2 separate regions of the Capra hircus genome follow, and region 2 is linked to region 1. Evidence: chromatin contacts called from public Hi-C data. All regions are on one chromosome and are shown on one strand. The core of a region is the stretch at or near the end of the contact, and the rest is flanking DNA. Distances in the headings are between cores, read along the strand shown.

Region 1 (6,228 bases), core at 1,224-3,723:
CTGGGTACATTCTTAACCGAATAAAGATGCAGATATTTACTAATCTCTAAATTCTAATAGTAAAATGATAACTAATAACCAGAAGGATACGTTTTCCTAAAAGTTAACTGGATCAACATTTTTTTGTATATTTAACATTAGTTACAAAAGTTAACTTTTCATTGATGACAGTCAGCACATTTGTATCTGGACCAGTTTCAAGAACCAAATTACAAACCCCAGAATCCAGAAACATCTGCTCGGTTTTCATTACAGAGCCACTCACTGGCGCCTTCTCACAGTATGCCATTTCCACAGTTTTTTTTTTTTTTTTTTTCACAGTAAGTACATTGGTGATATAAGTTCATAATAAATCATAAAGATAATGATACTATGAATATTATTTTAATATCTTTAAGCAGTAGAGGTTAGAGAAAACATCAGTCTCTTAAAATATTTTAATATAGTGCAAACCAGTCTGCTTTGTACAGCATGAGAGAAACTGCAGGTTTTAGAGACCCAGTTCCCACAATCATATCATATATATATATATATAAGGGGACCCCATATATATATATACATATAGTTACTCTAAAATGCAAAGTATATCTAATTTTAGGGCCAAAAATGAAAAATTCAGTTTTTTCAATAACTACTAAAATGGACAAAGATGAAACAAAAGAGACCAAAGGTTCTATTATTCAATAACAATTGTTGAGTTTTGTAAATTTTCAGATTTGTTAAAACTCAGAAATGCAATCTTCGTTGTGTATCTTATTCTGCAATTTAATTCTATAATTCAGAATTATGGCAATACTGCCAATGCTTAATTATATTGGTGTTCCTTAAATCACAGGCATCTTCCTTCTTATTTATGCTTATATAACTGATTTGTCAAAAAAAGTCCACAGAAATTGAGAAAACACAAACTTTGCTTAGAAGGCTGGCCGACAAAATAATCCTTTGGCCAGACTCTAACATTGTGACTTTTTATGGCCTCTGGAGTTGAACTAGGACCCTCAAGAGAGAAAGGTAGTTTTTTCCAAAGTGTCCACTATTACTCATTTTCCACTGTTCATGCTTTTCCCTAAGAAGGGGTCTTATATTACATGCTCTTTGGGTCCGTTTGATCATTTTCTGTTGTTTTATATAAATGCCAAGTTTGTTGGTTTATTTGGAAATTAGGTATTCCAGGGAATAATTAGTGCATTTTTGGAGAACCTTTAGTATTTCTGGACTCCTGACTTACCTTTCCTGAGGGTCACGTCCCAAATAGATAACCCTACTCCAGGGAGTAGAGGCAACTGGTAAATTATGGTTTCTCGTAATAGAACTGCTTAGCAAGGAGAAAAGGCACAGGTCAGTAACCAAGAGTCATGGAATGGATTCAAGGCCAAAGACTTCTTGACTTCTATATGAAGAGTCCTGCTTCCTCCCAAATATTACGGTGCAGTCCAGCCTTATCCCCTGAGAATCCGGTTGGGTGCTGATGCCCTCCTAGGTGTGAGAGGCTCCGCTGGGGCTTTTGGAGGCTGAGCCTTGGTGCAGCTTGCTGTGTACAGGGTAGAGCAAGGTCATGTGCTCTGCCCCCTTGAAGGGCAGTTTCTCACTGGAGTAATAGTGTACCACTTCCGGGATGCTGCCAAAGACAGCACTCGTCTGATTCAGGGTATACTTGTTGTCTTTGGTCTGAGCCACTATGATGTGGACGCATCCTTGGCTAGTCCTGGAACAAAACCAAAATTGAGGAGAAGACATGAATGAGTGAGCAGAGGGATTCCCTCCTCACTGAAAACAATCTCAGCTGGATTCATAGGCCAACAGGTTCCCAGCCACTCCTGGAATTGTTATACGCACACAGAAGAGCTTTCAGCACTCTAGCAGACTGCACAGAAGCTTCACAACCCTCAGCTACATGTGCATCACCCCTGGGCCATTTATCTTTAACACACACAAGTCATCAGGCACTGGACCAAGAGGAAAAAGAAAAAACTGCCCTGTTCCTCCCCGCAAACTGCCAAACTAGTCCTTAAGCCCAAGAGTGAGACCACGAAGGTGAGGTTTAAACTCACCTCTTCTCAAGGCTAGAAAGACATGTGAAAGGTTTCCTCTTTCTTTCCTCCCCAAAGGAAACATTAAGAAGAATAATAATAAAACTTGTTTCTTCCTCCCACCCCCTACCCCCCCCAATCTGGAAACACTGTTTCTGGTTGTATATGACAGCTGGCACCGAAGGCTCAAAGATCTAATCCACAAGTACCCGCTTCAGGAACACAGCAAAGCTATTCCTGGTATTGTGTATCTGGTAGCCTATCCCATTTTCTGAGCCATGTTGCTCCCCCCTCAACCTCTTTTCCCCTCCAGTCTGATTGTTTCAGCTGCAGGGGCTCAGCTTCCTCAGGAAGGAAATGCTGTTAGGGCTCTTGACAATGATCCTCCAATATAGCACCACTGAACTCGCAGAGCAACGAGAATTTCCATGACACCAGGCTTATTGGAATAAGCCTACCGGGCAAAAACGAATGTTCTGAGTACAATTGGACAGGGGAGTCATCGCAAGGCACTGCTTCCTTCTTCAACAGAAGAAACTGGTGCCAAAATTGCAGCTGGCATTGTGACAATCAAGGAATCTCTGATTTACTTAAAGCCCCAAACGCTAGAGAGTAAAAGAACGACTGAACTATCCTGTTAGAAACTTTTTTTTTTTTAAGAAATTTTTTTTTATCAGAAATTATTTCTCTAAGAAATAATTTAGATCACAAAAGGCAGAAACTAATCAATGTACAATTAAATGAAATAGGGATATTTATCCCTCTTTATCATAAGGCATACTGGGACATTTACCCAACACCAATTTTGAATTCTTTCTTTTTTTGGCTGCACCACGTGGCTTGCAGGAACTTAGTTTCTTGACCAGGGACTGAACCTCGGGCCATGGCAGTGAAAGCGCCGAGTCGTCACCGCTGAGCAGCCAGGGAATTCTCTCAATTTTGCCTTCTAAACAAAGTATGTCATATTCTGTTGTCCAAGCAAACGCCATCTTATTTTCTGTCAACATGTATCCCCGTGCACCATATAAAGTACTGGGTTGACCAAAAAGTGTAAGCTCTTACAGAAAAACTCAAACGAAGTTTTTGGCTAACCCAACATGTCTTTTTTGCCTGGTCATTTTCCCACGATAGGAAAGTCTGCACCCCACTCTTGATCCAGACAGGGAGAGCCCAGGATGCTTAATACTCACTTTAGTGCAATGGAGTACCTACTGGTTCCTGACTCGCTGTTTCGAACCAGGTACCCAGCTTCTTTGCAGGACTGTAGTCGACTCTCTGCCTCAGCACGGGTGATGGCACCATGATACCAACTGAAAAATGGGGCAGGGGGAGAAACCATGAGCATCAACATCCCAATCCAGACAGGGCCTCATTCCATAAAGCAATTTTGGAAATGAACTTCTCATGAAAGCTCAACAGCCTGGACTAGATCCGGCTTCCCATTCAAAATAGACGAAATGAGATCTGGGTAATCCCGGATCACAAAACCTATCCATCACCCCCAGAGGGAGTTAACAGGGCTAGAGTCACTTAAAAAGTTTTCACTCTACACAGGGGAATGAAATTTTGAGATCCGGTTCTGGGGCCTCATTTTCCCCTAGGCACAAAGGCACTGGGCTTGGAAAATGGGTTTTCACAAAAAAGCCCCACCCAGACAAGAGTTCAACACCAGAAAGACTTAAAATGAGCTAGTGCGCCCCACCAAGGCTCTCAACAAGCTGCCAGCCACCTTGTGTCACGCGTGTCTGGGGAGGAGACTCACGGCTGCTTCTCCAGCGGCAGGGCTGGGTCCACTCGCTCCCCCTCACTGTGGTCGGTCAGGGCTGGCTTCAAGATCTTCTGGGTCCAGCTCTTCTGCCGGTGGTGCTGCCTCACTGCCTCCTCCTTGACAGAAGGCCGCTCAGAGCCCTCAAACTGAACTGGAAGGAAGGCTCCATTTAACATCAGAGGCCACTGAGATGACCTACGTACACCTCAAAGAAAAGAACCTGTCTGGCTCATCTTAGGAAAGCAACTTTCCTCCTTCTTTAATCTGAGCTAAAAGGTACTACAAAGGCCCTGGGGTAGCTGAGCTCCTGCTGTCTTTGATATCAGATCATACTGCTAGCATCCACACGCACCCACTTTTATGTCAAGATGTTCATTAACAGAGAATGGTTTTAGAACATGAGGAGAAACCACTTCAGTATATTTCAGAACATACTTTAAAAAAAAACTCGTCCTTTTGGTATATTTAGAATAGAAGACTAAACAGAGTCTCAGGTAATGACTCCTTCCAAGTGTGTGTATCGGTTATGAAACCAAATGAAGTTTTCACTATGAAATAATAAAGAGAAAAATCAACTGAGAAATAGAAACTACTAACAGTGTCTGAACAATGCTATGACATCTAGGTTGGATAGAAGATAAAGAGAGAAAATGAGTAGCATTTAGCACAGAAGTTGGTAACCAGTAGGGATTTGTGGAAAATAATTCTAAAATAAAACAAAACAAAAATAAATAAATAAATAAAAATAAAATAAAGCAAAAACTGACTTGAGGGTGGGGAGGGAAGGACTGGAAGCCTGGGATTAGCATATTCAAACTAGTATGTATAGGATGGTAAACAACAGGTTCTATTAAACAGCACAGGTAACTATATTCAATATCCTGTGGTAAACCATTATGGGAAAGAATACAAAAAAGAATATATGTATGTATAACTGAGTCACTTTGCTGTATGGCAGAAATTAACACAACACTAAATCAACTATACTTGAATAAAATTATTTTAAAAATTAATGCACACAAAAAGAAAACCTGATTCAAATATGTGTGTGCGTGCACACCCATGCTCAGTCAGGTCTGACTCTTTGGGACCCCACGGACTCGCCTGCCAGTCTCCTCTGTCCATGGGATTTTCCAGGCAAGAATATTGGAGTGGGTTGCCATTTCCTGCTCTAGGGGATCTTCCCTAGCCCAGGGATTGAAACCACATCTCTTGAGTCTCCTGTAACTGGCAGGTGGGTTCTTTACCAGCTGAGCCTTGGGGGAAAGCCCATCCGGACTCAAATGTTTGCTATCAAACAAATTACCTTTTCCATTCACCCTTTACACTGACGACAGTTTTAATCAAAAGCACAGCTTTACTGTTAGAGAGAAAAGATATCCCAAACTTTTACAAAGGCAAAAGAAATTAGGTGGCCAGGTAAGTAGAAAAACTATGTCTTGGGAGAAGCAGAAGGGAGACTGACCTTTAATATCTATTGACAATCTACTCATCAACCTCCTCTTAAGTTATTAAAAACAGTTCACAGCTGAAGAATTGATTCCTTTAGGAGGATTTTCGACAGGAAAAAAAAAGCTAGCTTCCTCCTGCTTTCCAACCACCTCTCCTATAGTCCACTTGATCCACTACTGCCATCTTATTATAAACAGAAATGTGAACAGGTTGGAGGAACAGCACCAGGAGTTAGAAGCAGCTGCTCTCAATGCGATAGCTTTTAGTGGTGATTAGATAAGGTTTTTCCAGTAGTGATTTAAGGCATTTCCCAAATAGTTGCACACTGCAAGGATAAAGGGAAATGAAGATGCCCAGACAGACAGAGGACCCCTTGCAACATTAAGGGGTCTTCTTCAGTCCTGTCCTTTCAACCATGGCCTAATTTTTATTTCCCCACGTCATCAAATTTCTTGGAAAAAGAAACTCGCAGTCGAGGAACACAAAGAAAAGCGCCTTGGCTGAACGGGCGGGCGGGGGTTTTCCAGCAGGGAAGCTGAAAGAAGGCAGGAGCGGGGCACGGACCCAGCCCTCACCCGACAGCGCCCGCACGATCTGCTCCTTCTTCCACTCCCAAGGCTGCTCGTACTCGGCCGCGGGCCTCTCGTCGTCCTGGGGCAGCCGTCCGTGGCTGTCCGGGGGCAACCTCGCCTTCCGCTCCGGCCCCTCGGCGGCGAACGCGCCCGCCTCGGCCGCCGGCTCATAGGGCGTGTCGTAGAGCTGCGGCGGCTTCCCCAGCAGCTCCTTGGAGCTTCGGCGCTTCGCCAGCGCCTCGGGCTTCGGGCCGTTCTCTCCAGGCTCGCACGGGCTGTCGAGCAGCTGAAGCGCCTTCACCAGGGGGTCTTTGGAACCTCGTCGTCTGATTTCTGAAAAACACATACCGCACAGAATACTTTTGAAGAAAATGTACCGCGGAAGCCCGGTGATGCATCGAATCAC
Region 2 (5,874 bases), core at 3,081-5,580, 68 kb after region 1:
ACAGGTTTCTCATGAGGCAGGTAAGATGGTCTGGTATTTCTGTCTCTTTAAGAATTTTGAAATTTGTTATGATTCATACAAAGGCTTTTGTGTAGTCAATGAAACTGAAGTAGATGCTTTTCCAAAATTCCCTTGCTTTCTCTGATCCAACGAATGTTGGCGGTTTATTCTCTGGTTCCTCTGCTTTTTCTAAACCAAGCTTGTATATCTGGAATTTCTCGATTCAAGTACTGCTGAAGCCTTTGAAGGATTTTGAACATAACCTTACTAGCATGGCAGGTGAATGCAGTTGTCCAGGAGTTTGAGCATCCTTCAGTGCAGCCCTTCTTTGGAATTGGGATGAAAACTGACTTTTTCGAGTCCTGTGGCCACTGCTGGGTTTTCCAAATTTGCTGACATCTTGAGCGCAGCACTTTAACACCATCATCTTTTTGTATTTTAAATATCTCAGCTGGAATCCCATCACTTCTGCTAACTTAATTGGCAGTAAGGCTACCTAAAGCCCACTTGACCTCACGTTCCAGGATGTCTGGCTCCAGGTGAGTGGCCACACCATTGTGGTTATCTGCGTCATCAAGACCTCTTTTGTACAGTTCTTCTGTGTATTCAGCTTTATGTGTGTGTGTGTCTGTTTATATGTATCTTTGTTTCTTTTCCATAAGAGGCTATTACAGGATATTCACTGTAGTTCCTCTGCGTGCGTGCTCAGTCATTTCAGTCGTGTCTGACTCTTTGAGACCCTGTGGACTGCAGCCTGCCAGGCTCCTCTGTCCATGGGATTCTCCAGGCTAGAGTACCAGAGTGTTGCCATGGCCTCCTCCAAGGGATCTCCCTGACCCCAGGGTGAAATCTGTACCTGCCTGTGTCTCCCGCATTGCAGGTGGGCTCTTTACCCACTGAGCCACCTGGGAACCCCCATAATTCCTTGTGCTGTATTTTAAATCCTTGTTGTTTACTTGTTTTACATATAATGATTCAGTTCAGTCACTCGGTCGTGTCCGACTCTTTGCGAACCCATGAACACCAGCCTCCCTGTCCATCACCAACTCCTGGAGTCCACCCAAACTCAATGTCCATTGAGTCGGTGATGCCATCCAACCACCTCATCCTCTGTTGTCCCCTTCTCCTCCTGCCCTCAATCTTTCCCAGCATCAGGGTCTTTTCAAATGAGTCAGCTCTTTGCATCAGGGGCGCTGTTAATTCCATACTCCTGATTCATCCTTTCCCCGCTGTTAATTCCATACTCCTAATTCATCCTTTCCCCACCCCGTCGGTAACCAGAATTTTGTTTTCTGTGTCTCTAAATCTGTTTCTGTTTTGTAAATAAGTTCATTTGTATTACTTTTTAGACTCCACTTATAAATGATATCACATAATATTTGGCTTTCTCTGTCTGACTTCACTTAATGTGATAATCTCTGGATCCACCCATGTTGCTGCAAATGGTGTTATTTCATTCTTTTTTTGTGGTTTCTTTGTCCATTCATCTGTTGATGGACATTTACGTTGCTTTCATGTCTTGGCTATTATAAATACTGCTGCTGTGAACATTAGGGTGCATGTATCTTTTATTTATTTGGCTGCGCTGGGTCTCAGTTGCGGCTTGCAGGATCTTTTCAGATGCAGCAATGAATAGTAGCAGCTTGCAGGATCTAGTTCCCTGACCAAGAATCAAACCTGGGCCCCTGGCTTTGGGAGTGTGATGTCTTAGCCCCTGAACCCCCAGGGTAGTCTCTGGGGCACGTGTATTGTTTTGAGTTGGGAGTTTTCATTTTTTCTGGATCTATGCCCAGGAGTAGGATTGCTGGATCATATGGAAACTCTATTTTTAGTTTTTTAAGGAACCTCCATACTTCCCAGGTGACTCTGTGGTGAAGAATCCGTCTGCCAAGGCAGCAGACACAAGTTCGATCTCTGGGTGGGGAAGATCCCCTGGAGAAGGAAATGGCAACCTGTTCCAGTGTTCTTGCCTGGGAAAATCCCGTGGACAGAGGAGTCTGGCAGGCTACAGTCCAAGGGGCTGCAAAAGAGTCGGACAGGATCTAACAACTAAACAACAGCAGCAAATACTGTTCTCCATAGTGGCTGCACCAATTTATATTCCCACTGGCAGTGCAGGAGGGTTACTTTTTCTCCACACCCTCTCCAGCATTTATTGTTTGTGAGCTTGGTGAAGACGGCCATTCTGACTGGTGTGAGGTGATAGCTCATGGTGGTTTTGAATCGCATTTCTCTGAGAATTAGCTATGTTGAGCATCTTTTCATGTGCCGGTTGGCCACGTCTGTGTCTTCTTTGGAGAAGTGTCTATTCAGGTCTAATGCCCATTTAAAGAATAATTCTGTTTATTCGGTTGTTTTGGCTGTGCTGAGTCTTGGTTGCTGTGCCAGCTTTTCTCTAGTTGCGGCAGGTGGGGGCTACCCAGCTGCGCGCGTGCTTCGCGCTGCGGTGGCTTCTCTTGCTGTGGAGCGCAGGCCCGAGGGCGCATGGTGCTCAGTAGTTGCAGCACGTGGGCGCAGTGGTTGCGGTTCCCGGGCTCTAGAGCACCGGCTCAGTAGTTGCGCATGAGCTTAGCTGCTCTGCTGCTGCTGCTAAGTCACTTCAGTCGTGTCCGACTCTGTGCGACCCCATGGACGGCAGTGCACCAGGCTCCCCCGTCCCTGGGATTCTCCAGGCAAGAACACTGGAGTGGGTTGCCATGTCCTTCTCCAATGCATGAAAGTGAAAAGTGAAAGTGGAGTCGCTCAGTTGTGTCTGACTAGTAGCGACCCCATGGCCTGCAGCCCACCAGGCTCCTCGGTCCATGGGATTTTCCAGGCAAGAGTGCTGGAGCGGGCGCCACTGCCTTCTCTGAGTTGCTCTGCAGCAGGTGGGGTCTTCCTGGACCAGGGATGGAAACCGTGTCTCCTGCATTGGCAGGCAGGCTCCTTACCACTGAGCCACCAGGGAAGCCCCTGATGCTCATTTTTCATTAGGTTGTTTGCTTTTTCGATGGTAAACTGTGTGAACTGTTTGTATACTTTTGAAATTAACCCCTTGTTGGTTGCATCATTTGCCAGTGTTTTCTCCAAGTCTGTCCGTTGTCTTTTTGTTTGATGGTTTCTTTTGCTGTGGAGAAGCTTTTAAATTTGATTAGGTTCCACTGGTTTATTTTTGCTTTTATTTCTCTTGCCTTGCGAGACTGATTTAAGACAATATTGCTGTGATTTTTGTCAGAGAACGTTTTGTGTTCTCTTCTAGGAGTTTTATGGTGTCATGTCTATGCTTAAGTCTTTAAACCATTTTGAGTTTATTTTTGTACATGATGTGAGGGGTTGTTACTTTAGATCTGGACACCTGTGGGGCCTCAGTTCTGCAACCTTGAAATGGTGAGGCCACTTCTTTGCTCTGGCTCTTCTCAAGACTGGGGTTTAAGTGAGATGTGAAAGGGTGAAAGAGTGCTTTAAGGGGCTGAGGAGAAGTGGATGTGAAGAAACACACACACACACACACACACACACACACAAACCAAGATGGAAAAGCACCTCCTCAAAGTGCAGAGCCAAGCCTCCCTGCTACGCTTATGCGCTTGTGCCCAGTGGTGAGGAGGCACCACCCAGAGGTCGCCTTGGGTCATTGCATGAAGAGGCTCAGCTTGGGGACTCACGCAGCAGACAGGGCTGGGGAGTGTCTTGTAGGCCGGACCTGACTGCTTGGGTGTTGGAGGGTAGCCCAGAGTAAGGAGCCCCCTGCCCTCTAAGAGCAGCTCCAAGCCTGTCAGAAGGGCCAAAGTGTACAGCCCAGATGGGGGGTTGCTCAGCTCTCATGTGGAGTATGGTCCTGAGGCCGGGTGGGCAGGTGTACAATTATATGGATGGGGAAAGTAAGGCTCAGAAAAATGAAAGGGACTTCTTCATGTTTCATAGTAAGAAAACGGCCTGGGTGAGGGTAGCACTGAGGTCTCCCCTTGATATGAGCCAGTTGCATGCATACAGACAGTCCCAGAGTGTGGGGGTGGGAATGGCAGGAGCTGATTAAGGGCAGACTGGATGAAGGCGAGTGTCTGACCAGCGCCCTGCCCTGCCTTGTCCCAGCAGGTAGGAATGCTCACTCGTCGTGGTATAAAGGCTCTCTGTCTTTTAACTTCCATCTCTCCAGCCAAAACTCAGACCAGAGTTGAGTAAACCGTTTTCTGTCCCCAGAATTTCCATTAGGAAATGTGCAATCTCAGATACCCGTAATCATTTTAGCAAGTATAATGCTTCCTTTTATGTGCTCTCACTTTGCCCTCCCCCTCTCCTCCCTCTTCAGTGCTGATTATCTCACGTTATCCTGGCAGCTGGGACTGAGCTCTGACTAGCAGAGACTTGTCCGCAGGAGCTGGTCTGGAGCCAGAACCCTTTCCTGCAGCCCCAGCCTCTCACTTCCCTCCCTTGCTCCTCCTGCCGGACCAACAAATACCAAGGTTTTGTTCTTGTATTTTGTTTTGCAGGTATTTTGAGTTCAAATCAGGTTATTCATCGCATCCTCAAAGGGAAAATCACTGGTGCTTTGAACTTGGAGGTAACTGCCCTGTGTCTCCTGTTCCTTCCCTCCCACCCCAGGGTCTCAGCTGCAGCCACCCCCCGGCCTCGGCCTGGGTGCTGCATATTTACCTGTCATTCCTGTAGAGGAAGCAAACTGAAGTTGTCCAGGGGGGGGGTGGACTGCCTGGGGGGGGGGGGTCCTTCCTTCCCACTCAGATTTTATCTTTCTCTTCCAGTCACACATCCTGAAGTTTGAAGAGTTTAAGTGACGTGGCTGCGATCAGCATGCTCCCTCTCCTATCTGGATTCTGCCCTCCTGCCCTTTCCCTCTTGAGGCCTTGGGGGTGCTCAGGACTGATTGGATCCCCCTTTGCCTTCCCCCAGCTCACTTCTCAGTGTGTCGTGTGTCTTCACCGTGAACATTTGAACCAAACAGGGAAGCTTCCATGAGGTTGAAAGTCTGATGTAGCCAGTGTATTTTTTCCCTTTTTTTTTTTTTTGTAACCCCAGAGCATGATGTAAGTTGCCCTGACAGATTCTGGAGAATGGAGGGGCCCACTGCTTAACTTTCCTTGGCATTCCAGCGTAGAATCAGGTAGGGGGCATCTGAACACTGACCTGTCGGCTTGGTGAATAAGCGTCGGCATACTTCACATTTGGGGTGACTGATTCCTATCTAGCCACCCCCCCCAACCCTGCCCTCTAAAGCTGAAGCCACAGGCTGGGAGCTGCCGTGTGCCGGCTATTCAAACCCTGTGGGACATAGATGTACACTCGTGCAAGATAAGGTTTGTTTCTTTTCTTCGCCTTCTTGGTAGACAGAACACTGGTTCCAGATGATGTGGCCTTTTTTTTTTTTCCCTTAACCATGTAACTTCATTAGGAGCCTAACGTAAGGTCACAGAAAGGACTGCTAGGTTTGATAAGATTTTCTTGGAGAGTTGGTGTTTATATAGCTACAGCGCACAGGAGCTGGTGCTTCCCTTTACATCAGGTGAATGTGATCCCCCCATTCTTTCTTTAAATAATAATTTGATTAGAGCCAAACTATTTAAATAATTTTATTTGTTCCATCCTTTGGTAGATGAGAAAAATACATTACAAAATACATTGTACAGAGGACAGCTCACAGCACACATTACTAAAAACACAACCTATAGTACGTTCCAGACAGGGCTGGTGATAAGTCCAGAAAAAAGGCAGAGGCCTTGAGAACTAGATCTCAGCTCCATGAAATGAGTTTCCTTGTGGGTGCCTGCCCTCTTTACCTCCACCTCAGCATAAATGAGCACCCTGTACCAGGTGGGTGTGGTAGGGTTAGAGCAGCGTTGAGTGGTTCCGGTGAACTCTGCATCCACCTGAAGCAGCAAG

Evidence for each region. Hi-C and Micro-C count contacts between places; a contact is called where the count stands out from the background.
Region 2: a Hi-C map of liver shows a contact between it and region 1, with 6 times the contacts expected there. The contact joins two enhancer-like sites. A contact is called at or near these places in 2 of 5 Hi-C or Micro-C datasets (blood and liver).

What each region holds. Positions count from the first base shown.
Region 1 is chr3:104,037,713-104,043,940 of ARS1.2, forward strand. SHE (SH2 domain-containing adapter protein E) reads right to left here. Exons shown (of 6, transcript XM_018046193.1): 3 at 5,826-6,155; 4 at 3,793-3,949; 5 at 3,221-3,340; 6 at 1-1,705. The coding sequence ends at 1,477. Among named protein-coding and RNA genes, the nearest start is that of SHE, 16 kb to the right of the region's middle. Within about 2 kb of position 2,474, at least 2 of the 5 cell types and tissues checked have an H3K27ac peak or open chromatin away from gene starts, as enhancers often do.
Region 2 is chr3:104,104,286-104,110,159 of ARS1.2, forward strand. It overlaps TDRD10 (tudor domain-containing protein 10), which reads left to right. Exons shown (of 13, transcript XM_005677434.3): 12 at 4,470-4,540; 13 at 4,740-5,874. The coding sequence ends at 4,772. UBE2Q1 (ubiquitin-conjugating enzyme E2 Q1) reads right to left here. Exons shown (of 13, transcript XM_005677433.3): 13 at 5,550-5,874. Among named protein-coding and RNA genes, the nearest start is that of UBE2Q1, 12 kb to the right of the region's middle. Within about 2 kb of position 4,331, at least 3 of the 5 cell types and tissues checked have an H3K27ac peak or open chromatin away from gene starts, as enhancers often do.